7 separate regions of the Mus musculus genome follow, and all the other regions are linked to region 1. Evidence: chromatin contacts called from public HiChIP or PLAC-seq and promoter capture Hi-C data. All regions are on one chromosome and are shown on one strand. The core of a region is the stretch at or near the end of the contact, and the rest is flanking DNA. Distances in the headings are between cores, read along the strand shown.

Evidence for each region. Promoter capture Hi-C pulls out the DNA fragments that hold promoters and counts their contacts. HiChIP or PLAC-seq counts read pairs in DNA pulled down with a chosen protein or histone mark.
Region 2: a promoter capture Hi-C map of pre-B cells shows a contact between it and region 1, with 4 times the contacts expected there. The contact joins the promoter of Vgll4 here to the promoter of Rassf4 in region 1.
Region 3: a promoter capture Hi-C map of pre-B cells shows a contact between it and region 1, with 4 times the contacts expected there. The contact joins the promoter of Tamm41 here to the promoter of Rassf4 in region 1. A contact is called at or near these places in 1 of 39 promoter capture datasets (pre-B cells), 1 of 484 Hi-C or Micro-C datasets (B cells) and 1 of 9 other capture datasets (liver).
Region 4: a contact with region 1 is called in a promoter capture Hi-C map of pre-B cells, with 2.6 times the contacts expected there. The contact joins the promoter of Csgalnact2 here to the promoter of Rassf4 in region 1. A contact is called at or near these places in 6 of 39 promoter capture datasets (the 3T3-L1 cell line, the C10 cell line, hippocampal neurons and 3 more), 1 of 115 datasets of contacts at active chromatin or transcription factors (bone marrow-derived dendritic cells) and 1 of 9 other capture datasets (adipose tissue).
Region 5: a promoter capture Hi-C map of hippocampal neurons shows a contact between it and region 1, with 2.5 times the contacts expected there. The contact joins the enhancer-like site here to the promoter of Rassf4 in region 1. A contact is called at or near these places in 6 of 39 promoter capture datasets (the 3T3-L1 cell line, embryonic stem cells, hippocampal neurons and 2 more) and 1 of 115 datasets of contacts at active chromatin or transcription factors (large pre-B cells).
Region 6: an H3K27ac HiChIP or PLAC-seq map of embryonic stem cells shows a contact between it and region 1, with 5 times the contacts expected there. The contact joins the enhancer-like site here to the promoter of Rassf4 in region 1. A contact is called at or near these places in 5 of 39 promoter capture datasets (the 3T3-L1 cell line, hippocampal neurons, liver and 1 more) and 2 of 115 datasets of contacts at active chromatin or transcription factors (embryonic forebrain and embryonic stem cells).
Region 7: a contact with region 1 is called in an H3K27ac HiChIP or PLAC-seq map of bone marrow-derived dendritic cells, with 6 times the contacts expected there. The contact joins the promoter of Zfp239 here to the promoter of Rassf4 in region 1. A contact is called at or near these places in 7 of 39 promoter capture datasets (the C10 cell line, cranial neural crest, embryonic stem cells and 4 more), 1 of 484 Hi-C or Micro-C datasets (uterus), 7 of 115 datasets of contacts at active chromatin or transcription factors (bone marrow-derived dendritic cells, cardiomyocytes, embryonic stem cells and 4 more) and 2 of 9 other capture datasets (adipose tissue and embryonic stem cells).

What each region holds. Positions count from the first base shown.
Region 1 is chr6:116,672,553-116,675,112 of GRCm38.p6, reverse strand. Rassf4 (Ras association (RalGDS/AF-6) domain family member 4) reads left to right here and starts at 1,277. Exons shown (of 11, transcript NM_178045.4): 1 at 1,277-1,389.
Region 2 is chr6:114,920,546-114,923,105 of GRCm38.p6, reverse strand. It overlaps Vgll4 (vestigial like family member 4), which reads left to right and starts at 1,285. Exons shown (of 5, transcript NM_177683.3): 1 at 1,285-1,789. The coding sequence starts at 1,708.
Region 3 is chr6:115,036,587-115,039,146 of GRCm38.p6, reverse strand. It overlaps Tamm41 (TAM41 mitochondrial translocator assembly and maintenance homolog), which reads left to right and starts at 1,273. Exons shown (of 8, transcript NM_026894.1): 1 at 1,273-1,497. The coding sequence starts at 1,363.
Region 4 is chr6:118,137,863-118,140,422 of GRCm38.p6, reverse strand. It overlaps Csgalnact2 (chondroitin sulfate N-acetylgalactosaminyltransferase 2), which reads left to right and starts at 1,283. Exons shown (of 8, transcript NM_030165.3): 1 at 1,283-1,400.
Region 5 is chr6:118,018,566-118,021,125 of GRCm38.p6, reverse strand. It overlaps a transcript of Rasgef1a not described here. Among named protein-coding and RNA genes, the nearest start is that of Gm38884, 35 kb to the right of the region's middle. Within about 2 kb of position 1,290, at least 37 of the 459 cell types and tissues checked have an H3K27ac peak or open chromatin away from gene starts, as enhancers often do. A contact at or near this core is called in hippocampal neurons, where this site is marked.
Region 6 is chr6:117,956,006-117,958,565 of GRCm38.p6, reverse strand. No RefSeq gene overlaps it. Among named protein-coding and RNA genes, the nearest start is that of Fxyd4, 20 kb to the right of the region's middle. Within about 2 kb of position 1,280, at least 13 of the 459 cell types and tissues checked have an H3K27ac peak or open chromatin away from gene starts, as enhancers often do. A contact at or near this core is called in embryonic stem cells, where this site is marked.
Region 7 is chr6:117,861,595-117,864,154 of GRCm38.p6, reverse strand. Zfp239 (zinc finger protein 239) reads right to left here and starts at 1,274. Exons shown (of 4, transcript NM_001001792.2): 1 at 1,013-1,274.

The sequences.
Region 1 (2,560 bases), core at 28-2,527:
AACAAGGTGAACTGGGGCAGAGAGCACGACTCATGCTGGAGAGCCACAGGGAGACTCGCCCTCCCCACCGGCTGTTGACTTCTTCAGTTGCACAGGGGTGAATTGGAGAAGTTGGGAGTTACGGTGGAATTCCGTGCTTTTGGTTTGTCAAAACTTTTCGAAGCACCCAAATAATGAGCTCAGTTCTGATGCTTTCGGGCTGTGGGAAGAAACATGGGTTCCAACAACAGGTCACCAACCACAGGAAACCCTAGTTGGCAGAGAATGGATCACTCTCTAAGAACACGAGTGAAAGCTAAGTTGAAGAGGGACTGCAGGCTGGTCATTTTTAGCCCGCTGCAGGTAGGGAAATAGACAGAGAGTCTGTGACACAGGAAGTAAAGGGCGGAGCACAATCTCTTTGCCATCTCTTCGCCGGCCATAATTGGCACGGTGCGCTGCATTGGGGTCCAGAGACTCTAATGCCGTCTGTTTTCAAATACGTGAGTACCTACACTTTTAGAAGTCCCACTTCATACTCTAAAACGGCCCTGTGACTCTAAGAGGGTTAGAAACCAGGGAATGAGCCGAGCTGAGATGACTTACTTTGCGAGGGAGGGCAAGAGGTCCTGAAGTCAGGACTGGGAACCATGAAATAAAACAGAGTCAACAAAGCTCCCTTGCCTCACAGCCGCCCAGCTTCCCTAAGCTCCCAGCCTATAGCCTGGGGCTCTGCCTCAGCGCTGGCCAATCTCCTCAGAAAACAGCGACCGAGAGAGAGGAAACTAACTTTTTAAATTCACCAGCTCCTATTTTTTAATGTAGCTTTCTGAGAAGCCACAACTTTGCTTGCAGGTGCCACCTGGACAATAAATAAATGTCCCAGACTTCACGCGCGCGAACACACACTCCACCCTCCCTAGGAAGCGCACAGTAGTAGCTGTAGCGCCTGCGCAGAGGTCTTTGTTGAAACCCAAGTATCTGCGTTACCCAGGCTCCCTGGCCTCCGCCTGTGTAGACCGAGGGCCCCTGGGGACCCACTCCTACTGCTTTCTCTTTGCGTCCTGGGGTGCCCTCGAGGATTGGGGACTTAAGTGATGCGCGAAGCGCTTAGTGGTGTCCGTAAAGATCGAACAAGTGAGCAAATGCTCGGGGTCTACTTGAGGGGCATCAGTACCAAGCACCCTAGAAGGAAGAGATGGGCTGATAGGCAAAGCAGTTGACCAGAGAGAAGGGGCGTGTCCAGGGCGGAGAGGGGCGTGTTCGGGGGCGGGAGGAGGTGTGTCTAGGGTGGGCTGGGACGGACTTGATCCCTGCAGCAGATGCAGGGCTCTTGAGTCCGTGCAGGCACAATTCTAGTGCACGCGACCTCTCTTGCTGGTGGCCTCTGGACCGCGCGATGACTGAACGGTGAGTGATGCTCAGACTGCAAAGGTAGTGGGCATCCTTGGAGCACCCTACCTTCGACCCTGGGGCCGCGATCAGGCAGGGCGCTAGAGCCTGAGCACTTGCACCCCCAGCCGCAGTGCGCGAGTCTCCTCCCCCTGCCAGCCTGGCGCACTGCGGGCTTCCAGCCAAGGGCTGAGGGTGGCAAGGCGCCTAACATCTCCTAGATAAGGTACTTTCCGGGCAAAATCTTAGCAGGGCACGTGAATCCAACGGCCGGCTACACTTGTGCTCACCTCATCCTCCTCTCAGCCAGCTTCCTAGAAACACGATCTTAGAGGCGGGAAGAGGGTTTCAGCAAGACCTTAAGATTTTACAGCTGGAAAGCCAACGCTAGGATGATTACTCATCCAGACACTTGTTTCTCCGTCGCTGTTGGTGCGGTGGGCCATAACCAAAGGGCTACACAATATGCCACTCACGTATAGTTTCAGGGCTAAACTCCACCTGTCTCCTGATTCTTTGGGGCCCGTTCTCTTCTTTGAGATCTCCGGCACCTCACTATCTCTCTGGAGCCTGAAGCCCAATGTCGACAGTGTTTATTGTGGATGAAGTCCTAGGGTCATAGTTGTTTAAACTGGTGATGAACTCCAGATTGAAAATAGAAAGGATTTGACAGGGTCATACAATGCAGTCAGGGTAAGCTTTGAGCCCAGACCTTTGGGGAGGCTGGGTTGTTTAACCTAAAAGTATGTCGAAGAAAATGCTTGAAATTGTCTTTATTTATTTATTTATTTACTTACTTACTTACTTACTTATTATTGAGAAACAGACAGATGCACACTCACTCACACACCAGAGAGAGAGAGAGAGAGAGAGAGAGAGAGAGAGAGAGAGAGAGAGAGCGCATGTACATGTGTACCTGTGGGTCATAGTGGCTGTGTGCAAGACAACTCTGTGGCATCAGTCGTTTCTCCCCGTCCGCTTTCCTGTGACTTTTGAGGATTAAACTTAGGTCCTGAGGCTTTGGCAGCAAGCGCTTTACTCATAGAGCCTCCTCACCAGCCCTTGAAACTGTTTAAAAGTAAGCTATCAGCACTAGGAAGTCGCTGCAGGCCTAAAGCTTTTGCTGTTTCCCCAAACTTGTAGTTCCCCGAATCTCCTTCCTGCCTATGGGATTTCCCCTGGGACAAAC
Region 2 (2,560 bases), core at 36-2,535, 1.8 Mb after region 1:
GGTCTTTTCCTTTCTTCCATGATGCTGATGAAGCTCAGCACTGCTCTGGATTTGAACTTGGAACATTTTTAAAGTTTCCATGATTGGTCACAACCTCCCAGATGAGTTTGGAAAACAGATTTTTAAAAAGTATTTTTTTTTTTTTGTACATTTTTTTTTTCCAATGTCTGTGTGTCATTGCATGCGGTACCCATGGAGGCCAGAAGAGGGAGTCAGGTTCCATGGAAATAGAGTTACAGGTGCTTATGAGTGCTGGGTACTGAACTCAAGTGTTCTGCAAAAGTGGCCAGTGCTCGGAACCACCTCTCCAGCCAGCTCCCCACTCCCCCGTTTGTGTGTGTGTGTGTGTGTGTTTGTGTGTGTGTGTGTGTGTGAGAGAGAGAGAGAGAGAGAGAGAGAGACAGAGACAGAGAGACAGAGAGACAGAGAGAGAGCGAGAGAGAGAGACAGACAGACACAGAGAGAGAGAGAGAGAGAGAGAGAGAGAGAGAGAGAGAGAGAGGGAGGGAGAGAGGGAGAGAGAGACCTGTAGGCCACTCACTTGTCCCCAGATCTGTTTACTCTTCTGAGGACGGATTTGCCTCTGGTGTCCTGTCCATCTGTACAGCTACAGAGTTTAGGAAGGAAGTTACATGTAACATTGACTTTGAAAATGTAAACACTCGGGCTGGAGAGATGGCTCAGCGGTTAAGAGCACTGATTGTTCTTCCAGAGGTCCTGAGTTCAAATCCCAGCAACCACATGGTGGCTCACAACCACCCATAATGAGACCTGAAGACAGCTACAATGTACTTACATATAATAAATAAATAAATAAAATCTTTAAAAAAAAAAAAAAAAAAAAAAAAAAAAGAAAATGTAAACACTCGCTGTGTCCCTGGACTTAATAAACCCATCTTACAAAGAAACAAAGAAACCTTGTACCAAACAGAGCACACCCCTGTGGAAGCCCTGGATTCCCAGCCCTTGCAACGAAGTCACGGAAAGTTAAATTCCCTGTACTTTGCTTCCACAGCAGATTTTCTTTTTTAAACTTTGTGCTTAGCCTCCCCCACAAACAAAACACCCACAAACTTGCTGGGGTTTACTTCCTCGGCCTCTGCCTCTGCCGGCCTCTGGCTCCGGGGAGGAAAGGCTCTCCTCACCCCCTGTGCCTCACTGCCCCCGCCTCTTTCTGCTTCCTGCTAATTCTGCAGCGCCTGGAGCCTGAGCCGAGGCTCCAGTGAGCATGCTCACAGCAGCCCTCTACCCCCTCCCAAAAGCAGAGGAAGCTGGTTTACATACGAGTCATACCAAGCATAGCCCGCATGTCAGTGCAGTCAGCTTGCAGCGGGCTGTGAGGGAGAGTGCCTTTGTCCTGAGAAATGTGCTTTGTGTTTTTCTTTTTTACTGCTTTCTTTTTAAACCCCCAAGACGGGCTCGAGAAGTCTTCTGAAATGATTTTTTAAAGCCGAATAGAAGACACAATCAGACACCTTCCACAAGCCCTTGACGGGTTTTGTTTGAGTCTGATTTTTGTGTGTGTGTGTGTGTGTGTATGATTTTTAAAAACCTTTTACATACTTTGTTTTGATCTCCTGAGGCTGGGCCTCTGTCTTCCTGAAGTTTTAGGAGAGCCTGGAGCTACTCAGCTAAGACTGAATTTTGAAACTTTCTCTTTGGGGGTGAAAGCAAAGAACTGTTTTTCTTTGCTAGCCGGACAGATAAATGCTGTTTATGAAGATGGACCTGTTGAACTACCAATACTTGGACAAGATGAACAACAATATCGGCGTTCTGTGCTATGAAGGTAGATGTTCTAGAATGTACTCTTTGCTTTTGTGATGGCCACTCCTCCTTTGGAGGGGGGCTTTGACTGGCTTATGAACATTTTCTTGTCTTTCTTGTGATGGTGGAGCGAGTGGAAAGAGAGTTGTGTACCATTTCAGGACAGTTCGCTTTTGCCCGGCAGGAGGGTGGCAGCCGGGGAGGGCTGGAGGAGACACGCTGTTAAAAGTTTACTTGTGATGTACTAGCAAGGTCTGACAAGATCGTTACATTATAAGTGATTTTTCTCTTTTGATTTTGTTGGCATTTTATGCATAAGTAGGAATTTACAGAAGTAAGGAGAAGTTAAACATGTGGGTGCTGGAGTAGAGGGGAGGGGCCTTGGGACTTATTTTTAAACGTATCACCGTGTACAGTGTTCGGTGTGGACCCTTGCTCTGAATTTCATGTGGTAGAGGAACAACAGCAGAAAGCCACAGTAAGTTGTTGTTTTCCTGAGCCATTGTCTCAGGCATCAAGGGGTTTTTTTCCTGTGAGGTTTGTGGGACTGGCAGGGCCTGGTGTCAGGGAGCCCAGGCCGGGCTCTTTGTCTGCCGCCCCATTTCCTGTGCAGAGAGCTGACAGTGAGACAGGCTCCCTCCAACCCCAGTCCCTGGCAATTACACCATAAGCAGCCGGAAGGCTGAAGAAAGTGGAAAATACCCCCACCCCTAGATTTGCCCATCACCTCCCCTTCCCCTGGGCACTCCCTGTAGTAAGTTAAGCTTCTCTGGAGAAAACCCCAATCCCATCT
Region 3 (2,560 bases), core at 24-2,523, 1.6 Mb after region 1:
CAGCGTGTTCTACCATCTTTCCCCAAGCCTCTGAATAAAGTGTTTAAACAAGCCCCCCCCCAAAAAAAAGAATATGTAAAGACTGTGGGACTTTTAAAGTTATTTAGATCTTGGGGATGAATAAGAATGTAAGGGTTGAGGCTTACTAGTGATGTGTTTGTGTATCAGGTTGACAAGGGGTCAATTGTACTGGCTAGTTTTGTGTCAACTTGACACAGCTGGAGTTATCACAGAGAAAGGAGCTTCAGTTGAGGAAATGCCTCCATGAGATCCAACTGTAAGGCATTTTCTCAATTAGTGATCAAGGGGGAAAGGCCCCTTATTGGTCAGACCATCTCTGGGCTGGTAGTCTTGTATTCTATAAGAGAGCAAACTGAGCAAGCCAGGGGAAGCAAGCCAGTAAAGAACATCCCTCCATGGCCTCTGCATCAGCTCCTGCTTTCTGACCTGCTTGAGCTCCAGTCCTGACTTCCTTGGTGATGAGCAGCAATGTGGAAATGTAAGCTGAATAAACCCTTTCCTCCCCAACTTGCTTCTTGGTCATGATGTTTGTGCAGGAATAGAAACCCTGACTAAGACACCATCCCTGAAGGGGCAAGAAGACTTCTCTGACTCTAAAATTGAATGCAAATGTGAGGGAATATTTATACAATATGTTTCCTTTTATGGAACATTTATTTATTATCAGACTTGAAAAAGACCTTTAACATGAAGAAACCACAGTCAGTTTCTAGCAATCACAATCCCCTGGGCCGGCATGTTTTACATTTCTTTTGTTTTTCTAAATCTTCAAATGCTCCTACAACTTGGCACTAGAGGTGATAGCTCCACAAGGTTGTGAATGAGGTAGTTCATGCTTTCATCTTAGCCCTTTGGAGACAGAGGCAGGTGGATGGCTGTGAGTTCGAGGCCAGCTTTGTCTATATAGCAAATTCCAGGGCTGTTGCACAGTGAAACCCTGTCTGAATGCTTTGAGGCCAGCCTGGTCTACAGAGTTAGTCCAGGACAGACAGGGATACACAGAGAAACCCTATCTCAAAAAAAAAAACAAAAAGCAAAAAGAAAATCAATATAAGGATGATTTAATTAATTAAATGGTTTAATAACCATTCGTAGTTTTAGTGCTACAAAGGATTTGCTAGGCTCTATAGCAGGTTGTCACAGGATAGACATGTAATGTGCTCCTCCGCCGGCTAGAGGGCGCTACGGAGCCTCGGCCTCCCCGCAGGTTGCCAGCTGCCCGCTCTGAAGCGCGCGTGCGTGGAGGGGCGGGACCGGGCGGAAGCGCGGTCCGCACGACCGGGAATTGCGAGCACAGGGTCGGCACAGCACCGTCTGTCCCACCGGCGGGCCAGCCCGCCCATGGCGCTGCAGGCGCTGCACAGCTCGGGCGTGGGCCTGCGCAGGATCCTGGCTCACTTCCCGGAGGACCTGAGTTTGGCCTTCGCCTACGGCTCCGCGGTGTATCGCCAGGCAGGACCCAGTGCCCACCAGGAGGTGAGTCGGAGGCCCCCTAGTTCCCCGACCAGTCCCATGCCTGGCACCTGTTCGCCCTCGCCGTTCCTCGCATGCCTTTCATTCCTGCGGAGCCCGGACACGCCAAGAGCCAATTGTTGAAATGTTCATCCTAGCAAAGTGTCCTTCGGTGTGAGCGGAATTTGGATTTCCCTGGTCAGGGTTGGCTGAAGGCTGCCCTCGAACTCACAGTACTGGAATTAAAAGGCTCGTGTTGTCACGCCAGGCAAATCTATATGTTTACATTTACTTAGTGATTATATAGCAAGCGCACCTGTACTTCTGCGCACACTTGAAGGTCACAGGACGACTTGAGGGAGTTGTTTCTCTCCTTGCACCACGTGGGTCGTGGTAGGTTGAACTCAGTTTATCTGGTTTGGCAGCAAGTGCTATTATATGCCGATCCATCACCAGCCTGAGCTGATAGGATAAGTGAGGCATGAGTAGTCTGTCTCCAATCTAAGTTGGGAGTGATGAGGAAGAGGTGGTGGCATTGCAGAGATGTAGTGGGAAGGGGGAAAAAACAAAGTAGCAGGTCCTACTTAAGTGTTTTCAGCCTTTGTCATTGGAGTTTTCCATAGCTTTTTAGCAATACAAAGACTGGTTTTGTCTGCAGGGATTGATTTCATTGGCCTAGGACTTTAGCAGTGTGTAAAACATCCCAGGTGACTAATTGGAAGCTAACTTTGAAAATCCCATCGAAAGATAAGGAGAAAATACGGAATGATCCGTGGGCTTCAGGAAGTTGATGGACTGGGTGTAGGGCCCAGGCAGGTAGCACATTTATTCAGGTCAGCACATTGAACAGGAATCTAGTTAGGATTGAGGCTTGTTACTCCAGAGTACGGAGTCTCAGTCACTGTACAGTAGGGCATCCTGGGTCTAGCTCCTGGCCAGGTCTTTCTTCCAGTTAAAATTCACCTGGTGTTTCTTGAATTTCTTCTACATCCTACCGATTTTCTCTAACAAATGGGAAAGTATGGATCATGGGCATATGAGAAATTGTGAGCTGTCCAGTTACTTCATATAGATTATCATAATTATA
Region 4 (2,560 bases), core at 34-2,533, 1.5 Mb before region 1:
GGCTCAATGTATATCCCAGGCTGCCCTGGAACTTACTAAGTAATCCAGGAAGGCCTGAAAAATATCATTTTTCTGTCTCAGCCTCATGAGTGCTAGGACTATAGGCAGATGTCACACCTGGCTTCTGGGGACTTCTCAGAAACTGTTAATGAAATGTCAAGTGTAACGTAGGCACACAGTAGATGTGGGCTTGGACTAACAGTGCCAAAGCTGGAGTCTGGCATCGTGGCTCGCTAAGATTTCAGTGAGGTGCCATTTATATCTACTTTATTAATACATTAGAGAATTTTTGCCTTATCTTGGAAATTTAGCAGTGCTGGGCACTTAACCATTTGCTAAAGGTCCCCATGTTCCAAGTCTCCTAGGAGAGAATTCTCCTGCCTCCCTGCACTCATACTTAGGACTGTGGCTGGTAGACAGCAGGCAGCTAACCCACGTGGACTGTCTTTTGTGATTGTACTAGAGAAGATGGATGTCTGAGGGGACTTCAAGGTGCGTCCTAAAGAAGCAGCTGTCCAAGGGAGACACTTTGTTCCTGACCACAGCTGGCTCTATTGGCTGACAGTTGTTGAGATATCTTCTGCCCAGATGTTCTCCTCTAATGCCACAAGGGAAATCCTGAAAACTTTAACGGTCTGGATCACCTACTTCTAAGATAGGCTTGCTGACTGCATATCCAGTCTCTTTCCAACTTTGCCAGTGTGTGCTTTTCTGAAAAGGCTAGACTTCACACACACACACACACACACACACACACACACACACACACACACGGTACTTTACATGCAGCAAATGGAATTATTTATTTTAAGTAAAAACACGTAAGGACCTCTTCAGTGTTCAGTACCGATCTTCCCTGAGCAGAAGGCATGTTGGCTATCCTCAGCCTCCCCGCTAGTCAGCTCTGCCAGGTTAGCACTTATGTGACGATTAGCCACATGCGTGTCTAGTTAAGTGTCTCTAAGGCATGATGTTCCCAGGCTATTTATCCCACAGGGCTTGAGCACCCATCTCAGTTGTTGTTTGTTTGTTTGTTTTTAGATGAATCAACTGTCATCTGTGGAGCTTTCTGTGCAGGGCACAGGACAGAAGAGGGAGGAATAGGCGTGTCCTAGCTGGAAAGAGAAAGGCCTGGCCCTGGAGGGCGGGACTTGGCAGTGTGGAGGGCGGAGCCCGGCTGCGGTGGGCTGGGTCTGGCCCTGGAGGGCGGAGTCTGGCTGTGGAGGGCGGGGCCTGACCGCGGAGGCGGGCGCGCCACAGCAACCCAGCCTCATTTCCCTCATTTCCTCGCGCGCGCCGGAAGTGGCGGTGCTCCGCGGCGGCGCGCCGGGCCGGCCCCGCGCAGGGCGCTGGCCAGGTGTGCAGGTCCCCAGAGGCGGCGACGCTGAGCGGCGGGCGCGGTGAGTACCGCCGTGTCCTGCCGCGCCTCTGGGCAGCGGCCGGTCCCCTCGGACGAGCCCTCCGGGACGCCGCTGGGCGCGGCGCTTCCTTGACGCGCCCTCCCGAGGCTGGTCCCGTTTTGGAGACCGCTGCTGCCAGGGACCGCTGGTTTGCGTGTCAGGTTTTTTTTTTAACCTCCTCGTCATCATCTCTGCTGAGTGGCTAAACTTTTTACTGTGGGGTTGAACGCGCCCACTGGCAGCAGCCCTCCTGCCTCTGACAAAACGCTCCCCTTTAAAAGATGCTCTTGGAGTAGGAATTGATGATCGCCGGAACCTGGATAAAAACCAAAAACGGAGAACTGTCAGAAGGACCAGATAGTTTAGAAAATTCCTGCATTTCTGAGCAACTGGCTGGGTAATTTGTCAAATACCACAGCGGTACTTGTGTTTGTGATGATGACATTGGCGGCATGACAGTTTGGTTACAAATCTAACGCTTTTCTTCTTAAGTCCTCATTAAATCTGAAGGTGTGCTTTAGCTTGTTTTTGAAATGTACATGCAGTGTCCTGACAGTTCATGCCACTGAAGGCCCCTGGGCCTTTAATACCTTGGGGATTAATGCCATCTCTTAAAGGTGCATTTAAAAAAGCACCTCTGATTTCCGAAGTAATAAAAAGGTGTTTTATGGCATAATATTCGGGAATATTTGCTACTATCTTTTTTAAATTATGTGACTAAAAGAATATAAAAAGGGTGTTGTGTTTTCAGTATATGAGGCTTAGAAGTGTTGATATTAAACAACCAGCTTTAGTTTCAGATAATTAAGAAATTACTGTTTATCCATCTACACTCCTTTTGTAGTGGTATAAAATATAAAAAAACGTCAACAAATGCATGAAAATGAACTGTCTGTGAATCATTACATGCTTCTTACCTTGTCTGCTGCTACACACATCAGATTTTAATTGTACAACATTCCCATAGTGCTCTGCTTCTTCCAAATAGGTTACCCCTGCTTCCCCATTAAGAGTTCTGACTTCTTTCATCAGCCATTAGTTTGGACTATTTTAAGCTTCATGTTAATGGAGTTAATATATAGTATTCTCAGAATATTGCTGTGGAAGTCACTGTTCGTGTTTTTTGATATGATATCATTCATATCATGGTATGGTGTTGA
Region 5 (2,560 bases), core at 41-2,540, 1.3 Mb before region 1:
CTAAATTCACCAGGTTTATACTCAATATGAATGTTTCTAAAACTCCAAGTCAGTTTGAAATAATTGTGCTTGCTACCTATATTTTAAATGTCTGCAAAAATTCAAATGCAAAAAATGAAAAGAATAAATTGGGGAAAGAATTTGAAGCTCATCCTTAAAAGTACCTATTTCCTAATATTCAAAGATCTTACAGCTGGACAGTGGTAGCACACGCCTTTAATCCAGCACTCGGGAGGCAGAGGCAGGCAGATTTCTGAGTTCAAGTCCAGCCTGGTCTACAGAGTGAGTTGCAGGATAGCCAGGGCTGCAGAGAAACCCTGTCTTGAAAAACCAAACAAACAAACAAATAAATATCAGCACACCTCATAATCCCAGCACACAGGAGGCTGAGCAGGAAGATTCTGCATCCCAGACCAGCCTGTGCTACAGAGCAAGGCGGATGCTGTCTAAACAAAACAGACAAACGAGGCCAACAGTCCAGCTGAAGTCTCTGTGCGTGATAAGAACACCAAAAAATACAGGTAAGTTTTTTTTCAGTGCTGGCAATTGAACCCAGGACTTCCCGTGTGCTATATATCCCCGGTCCCAGGAAGGTCTTATAAGAAGGAAAAGATGCCAAATCCAATCCATTGCATGAGTTAACTAAAATTACATGATAACTAAAATTGGAATAAGGTGTATCTCATTAATCAGACTGGCAAGGATAAGGAGCAGAAAAACAGTCCCAGTGTAGATTGAAAAAGGAGTCTGGCTTCGTCCTGGGATGGCAGACGGTTTGCCAAAATCTAGCAACATGACAAATGCACCTTCATGTCACTTAGTCACAAACAAAAAGGCCACTCCACACTCAGAGAGGATGCTCCCAGATGCATCCGCATGAAATCAAGACACATAACCCTAACGGCCTCATAAAATAAAATACCACGTAAAATGGTGTGCCTGGTTGCTGGGTACGCAAGCCAAGAATGTCCGGGGGGGGGGGGGCTTTGAAACACAAGGGCAGCCTGGAGACAGGGAAAATCTACTTCCACAGGAACCCACGTTACTTTCTGAAGGCTATTAAAATAAATGCGGAACTGCGATTTGTACCCTGAGGAGGAACAAGGGTCTGCACTCTCAGACCGTCTTTGCACTGATCAGTACTCAGACCCTGAGAAAGCTGCTCCCCTCCAACCCTTCCATCTGAGGGTCGAGGATCAGCTGGTCTGTGGCTTCCCTCCCTCTGCTTCCCTGTTCCTTCCAGACTGCCTCTTCCATCAGTTTGAGGGGTGAGGCATAGGGAAGGAAGCTTCGCTGGTCTGTTTCCATGGCAACAGAAGGAACAAGAGGCAAGAAACTCAGGCCAAGCCCGCTCTGCTCCATCGTCCCCGAATGCCGAGCTATTTCCCCTTTGGTACTGGAGTACAGGAAGATCCAGGGTTGGCTTCACCAACCCTCTAGCTCTCCACCCCAGGGATCGATCTTGAGGGCTCCTGTCTAGACCAGCATGGTTGCCTTACTGAAGAGTAACAGGAATCCTCTGGCTTCAGAGCAGTCAGCCTAGACCTGGATTCTCACCTTAAGACCAGCCTGGCACCCTGGGCCTGGCCAACCCAAGTCCCATGACAGTTCCTGTCAGATCGTCTCCAGGCACTTGGCTCTCCTGAGATTGTATTGGCAGGCAGTCTCTACCCCAGCACCAGTAACTCAGAGGACACTCCCAGGGCTTATCCTCAGATGTTATTGCATTTCACACACACACACACACACACACACACACACACACACACACACACACACACACACACACACACACACACACAAACACACACACACCATTATCCCAAGAAGACCTGAGCTCACTTCACAGATGTGAAAATTGAGGTTGAGAAGCACAAAGATAAACCAAACGCCTTATAGGATATTGGCGGCAGGACTGGGGCTGAAACTAAATGATTCTTTCTCTGTTTGTGGCTAAGATTCCTGTTCCTGCCTTCCCCCATTCCAACTCAGCTCCCAGGAGACACAGGGGTGCCAGTCTGTTCCACACTGTTCTCTGGGAAGCAGCTTTGCGCCCCATACCCCAAAGACAGGCAGCTCCCACAGGTATGTGGGGGCAGATGTCCAGGGCAAGGGGAAGCAAAGACAGGGAGCAGAGCTAGCTAGCCAAGTGTGCACCCACCCACAGACACACCCACGTGCCACAATCACAGGTCTGACTGTTCCTTAGCAAGGCCCTCCTCAAACCAAGCAGATATTAGAATGCTTTTATGGCTCTGTTGCCAGGATCTAAGGATCACACTTCCCTCTAGCATCTCCCACCATCCCCCTGTCTCCTCCACACTGTTGCCACCTCCACCATCGCAGCTACTGCCTCCGCCGCCACTTCCTCCTCTGTCACCACACCCACACCCATCAACACCGTCATCACCAAATGCTTTCACCATTACCATAACTACCATCACCACCACCACCATCACCAACACCTCTGCTATCATTCCTCCCATCAGCACCATGGTCTCTTCCACTCCCACCCCCACCACTGCCACTGACACCTCCATCACCCCCTCCGCTGCCACCA
Region 6 (2,560 bases), core at 31-2,530, 1.3 Mb before region 1:
ACCTTAAGTTTGTTGTACTCCACATGCTTAATTAATTAAATGTAAACAACAAAAAATTAACAAAGAACTATAGTACTTATTCATTACCACCTCTCTCTCTGGGGGGGGGGGAGGGAGAAGGGCAGGGGTAGAGGGGGAGGGGGATGGAGAGGGAGGGTTTTACACGGAACTCACTGTGCAGTCCACGGCCCTGGCCTTGCAGGCATGAACACCAAGACAGGCTCTTCACTGCAGTTTCTACACAAACAGGTCTCTTGACCGTCAACTTGAAGTAGGTGATACTCCAGACCCTGCCTCTCTTCAGAATTAATGTATTCTGAAAACTACATGTAGATAAGGAAGTCTAGGGAATGGTACTTGGAAGGAAAGACACTGCTCTGAAATAAGAAAGCTTTTTCACAGCTGGGCATGGTGGTACAGCTGGGCATGGTGGCCTTCAATCCTAGCACTGGAGAGGCAGGGCGATCTCTGAGGCTGGGTCTACACAGAGTTCCAGGACAGCCAGGGCAACAAAGAGAAACCCTGAGTCACAAGCTCTAGAACAAATTCTGTTCTATAACACAGTGGCAGAGCACACGCAGGAGGCACTAGGCCCAATCCCCAGACAGACAGACAGACAGACACACACACACACACACACACACACACACAGTTCCAGGCTAACCTAACACACACACAGAGCTCCCCTTGCCTTGACATGAGCCTTTAATCCCACATTCTGCTCAAAAATCAGGAGTTTTTTGTTTTATTTTGTGTTTAAGGAAAAAAAATGAGTTTAAAACGTTTGTAAATCGGAGGCTGCAGGTATGGGGCGGGCGGCTCATTGGTAAAGCACAATCTTGGCTCTGGGATTAATTGCAAGCACAGATGATAACTAAAGTAAACAGAAATTAAAACTAAAGAAAGAGAAGGCAGAGGAGGACAGTAGAGCCTGGCTGGGCCCTCTCCACACACACCCCACCCCCCCCACCCCCACACCCCCCCTCCCCCCCCCGCCCTCCAGGGTGGGACAGTGCTTATGCTAATCAGGCCATTCCCGAGAGACTCCAGTTTTACAAGCCACGTTCGATTCCATTCTGAATGCAAAATGTGGAGGCCCAAAGATCCTGGGTCTGGTTGTGCAGATTGAAACTGCAACCTATCTAGTGCCAACCATGAGACACGGACTGAAAGCAGCGGTCTTCCATCTGCGCGGGAGAGGTACCACAGGCACACAGCAGGGCGCTTTGCAATCCGTGAGCACATTTCAACCTTATCAGAGAAACCAGGCCCAGCACATCAGGCCAGTGAAGAGTGTAGCGCCCTCACATGGACTCGCAAGAGGAGGCTTACCTGACACCTACCCACCTGTAATCTGCTATCTGATGTGTGGAGGGAGTGACAGACAGAAACTCACCATTGCCTTTGGAGCGTTAGCCTGAGGTTGTCCCTCCCCACCCATCTGGCCCCGGTCCTTGCTTCTGAGACTTGGTCGGCCTCTGCCAATCGCAGCTGCTTTCCAGGTGACCTGGTAGTCCCTTATCTACCCACTGACAGTCCTTAGCTAGTCAGATGCCAGCAAGCTTGGAGACCATTGAGAATGAATTCCCTCCCCAGCTCTGGTATCCCTGGCAACACACTAATTTTTGAGGAAGGAGGAAGTATCATAATTGCCCTGACTTAGAACTTGAAATTCCATGGTCATTCATCGGTGACCCCTTTTACAAATGGCTTGCTCAGGGATTAGATAATTCCTTTTGATAAGAAACGGCCAGGGTTTCCCTTGGCCAGGCGAGGCCCAGGATTTTAAAGAGTAAGTTGTATTTCACAGCCTCACAAGGACAGTCTGAAGCCAGGTCAAAGAAGCAGGAGGTGTTAAGGAGCCAGGACCCATAGCGATCCCCTTTTAAAGAGCTATGTACTTGGACACCCCAGAAGCCCCTTCCACAATGCAGGGCTGACAGACACTCCCTGCTAAACCCACAACAGCCTTTTCTCTTTCCAACCCCACCCCCCCCCCCCAGCGAGCAACAATATCTGCCTAAACACCCCCTTTCTCATTACAAGGAAACCTTTCCCTCAACCCTCCCCACACACAACAAGACTTCCATTGCTGAGTCTGCCTGCTTCCTTGGCTCCTAACTCAAAAGCCATGACTTCTTTCCTTCTCTCTTTTTATTGTTTGAGACAAGGTCATGTGTAACCCTGGCTGGCCTCAGCCTCACTGTGCAGTCGTGAACGATAACCCTGAACTTCTGATCTTCCCGCCTCTGCCTCCTGAATGTTGGATCCGACTTGCACCACTCCTTAGGGACTTGTACAGTGTGTACCAAGGAGCCACGTTACCCATCATCCTTAAGAAGCCAATTTTAAAAGCCCAATTCTGTAAAAAGCAGGAAGTGAGGACACACTGGGGAAAGGGCCGGAGCTGCAGTGACCCACTCCAGGCTGTCCTAACGTGAGATTACAGTTTAAACAGAGGGCCTGGGATACCCACACCTCAGCACTCCAGCTCAAGCTGCACCCACCATTAACACCTCATTGTCTGGGCTCCAGTCTCATTCTGCAAGGTTGTTGGACG
Region 7 (2,560 bases), core at 25-2,524, 1.2 Mb before region 1:
TACCCAAGATATTTTGGTCTTAACAACGAAGAGTAACTCGTGGAACATACACCGAGTGAAATGTACGATAGGAGAGCCGACTTCCAGACTACAGGGAGAAAATGCTCCATAGAGCCTTTCAGAAGAGCTTGGTTGGATGTTTTGAGTACTTCACAAGGTGGCAAGGCAGTGTAGTGAGAATTAACATAGAACTTCCGGGTCAGCAGACCCAATGCTGAACCAGTTGATACCGTTTGCTAGATACATATTGTAAGGTCCCAAATGCTCTCGTTCCCTTGTATAAAATACCAATCTCACAATGAAGCTTGGCAATAAAGAGAAAGACCACAAGGACCTCACTCTAGGCAAATACTCAATGCTGATTTCCTAGTTTGTTCTAAGAAAGAAAAGCTGTATCTAGCTCAGAGATGAGGCATTTTTGGTGAAAGAAACTGCAAGTCACCTGAAGCATGGTCATATTTTCAGGGAGGGGCAGATTCTGCCTAGGGTAGTTCTGACATGCCCATCTCCTCAGACCAACCTATTTCAATACTGAAGTTCTGGAGTGGGTGTTCTCAGGTTCTGTGCATCTTCTCACTGCGTGCATTACAGCTACCCAGTATCCCTTGCCAGACCGTCCTCTCAGAAATCTGACTGGTTTCTAGGTCGCAGAGGGGAGGGCTGTGCAGCGGAAACCTTAGTACTCTTAGGGGTCTCTTCTAGGAGCCTCTCTCATGGTCTCCTGATGTCCAGCAACATCATCATTGGACCCACCCAGGTCAGAACTTGGTCAAGCAAGAGGAGGGTGTCTACGGAGCTGCGGTTTGCTCTGCTGCAGGGGCCTGGCCCTCCGTGAGGGTGGCCTGGTGCACGGGGTGTTACTGGGGGTTTGGGGGTTACCGTGGCTGCTAGCACGTGGGATCGCAGCCGCAAGGAGCCTTCCCAGCCTCGGAGCCTGGCTCCGAGTGGTAATGCCCCCTAGTTTGGACCAGGACACCGCTGCCCACCCCTGGGGCAGCCCAGCTCTGCTCACCTCTTGTAGGTAGAACCCACACCTGGTAACGCAGGACTCCCGAGCATCATCGAGGATTCGAACTACAAGTCCCAGAAGGCTGCGGGCAGGAAAGCGCTACTTCCGAGCTCACTTCCGGCGACGATGGGCTCACTCTTGTGAGCCCCCAGTTTGAGGTTGTGGTTGGCCCTGAATAGTTCAAGTTGTTGTGCACTCTTTTCGTTGCAGACACATACAGTTTTAAAATACTCCCCCAAGGTGTCTTTTACTTGTTATGATGATGCTAGAGGGTAAAAAATCATTATAAAATTGTCTTCAGCCTTAAAAATATTCTGAAGCTGTTAATAACCACTTTAAGTGAATAGTGTGGTATATGTATTCACAGCATGTAATCTCATCACTAGGGCCGAGGAAGGAGGTTTGTGAGTTCGAGAAGCCCGTGTCGAAATTTAAAAAAGAAAGAAAAGAATCGATCACTGGTTACTCCATGCTCTTATCTTTGGAGTACAGTCTCCAGATATTTATTGCGCAGGTCACCAACGCCTGTAATTCTAACTCCAGTGATCCCTACACCCTCTTCTGGACTCAGGCGCCTGTGTTCATGTACAATGTGTTCATGTGTACAAACCTACACACACACAAACTTAAAAACAGAATATTTTTAAGAATCAACAATAATGTATTTGGATATAAAGAACTAAAAACTGGATCATAAGGTTGACTTAATAGATCAGTGAACTTCCAAACCCAAAAAATAATTTTAATCATAAAATAGCCACCCCTCCAGAAATTGATGCCATTAAATCTGAAAGAAAATGTCAACGAAATTCTAAGGAATCAATAGTATTAAATGTCGCTAAGTTTCACTTACCAACAGGATTTCAGAGTGTTTTCTGAGTGTGCAGTCGTCTCCCAAAAGGATCTCTAGGTAAACCTGTGACATTAACATCCAATCTGTAGCCCACATGGTCCCCAGGAACGTTGTGAAAGCCCATCACAAAACTCTTAAACCTCAGACTTGAGACTTCTTTTTACAAATATCTTTTGTTCATATATTTCCCTCTGTGTGTGTAAGCCCTTCCCCCGTGGGTGTGGCCATCCGAGGACAACTTGCAGGAGTCACCTCCTTCCTTCTTCTCCGTGGATCCTGGGGATTGATCGCAGTCTGGCAGGATTGGCTGACAGGCACCCTAACCAGAACAGCCCGATTGTTCTTCTGAATGTGGCCTTTGTAAAGGACAGTGGTGTGTCACAGAAGGTTGGACACACTGTTTTGTTTTGTTTTATAAAGATTTAATTATTTATTATAGGATTACACTGTAGCTATCTTCAGACACTCTAGAAGAGGGATTCAGATCTCATTATGGATGGTTGTGAGTCACCATGTGGTTGCTGGGAATTAAACCTTTGGAAGAGCAGTCAGTGCTCTTAACTACTAAGCCATCTCTCCAGGTCCCTGGACACACTGTTAACAGTTACCAGAGTACTGAACTTTGTTCTGCCCAGAGGGTCTTAGGTATTTCATAGCAGAAACTAGTAACAGAATGGGGCTAGGAAAGGCCGATCGTT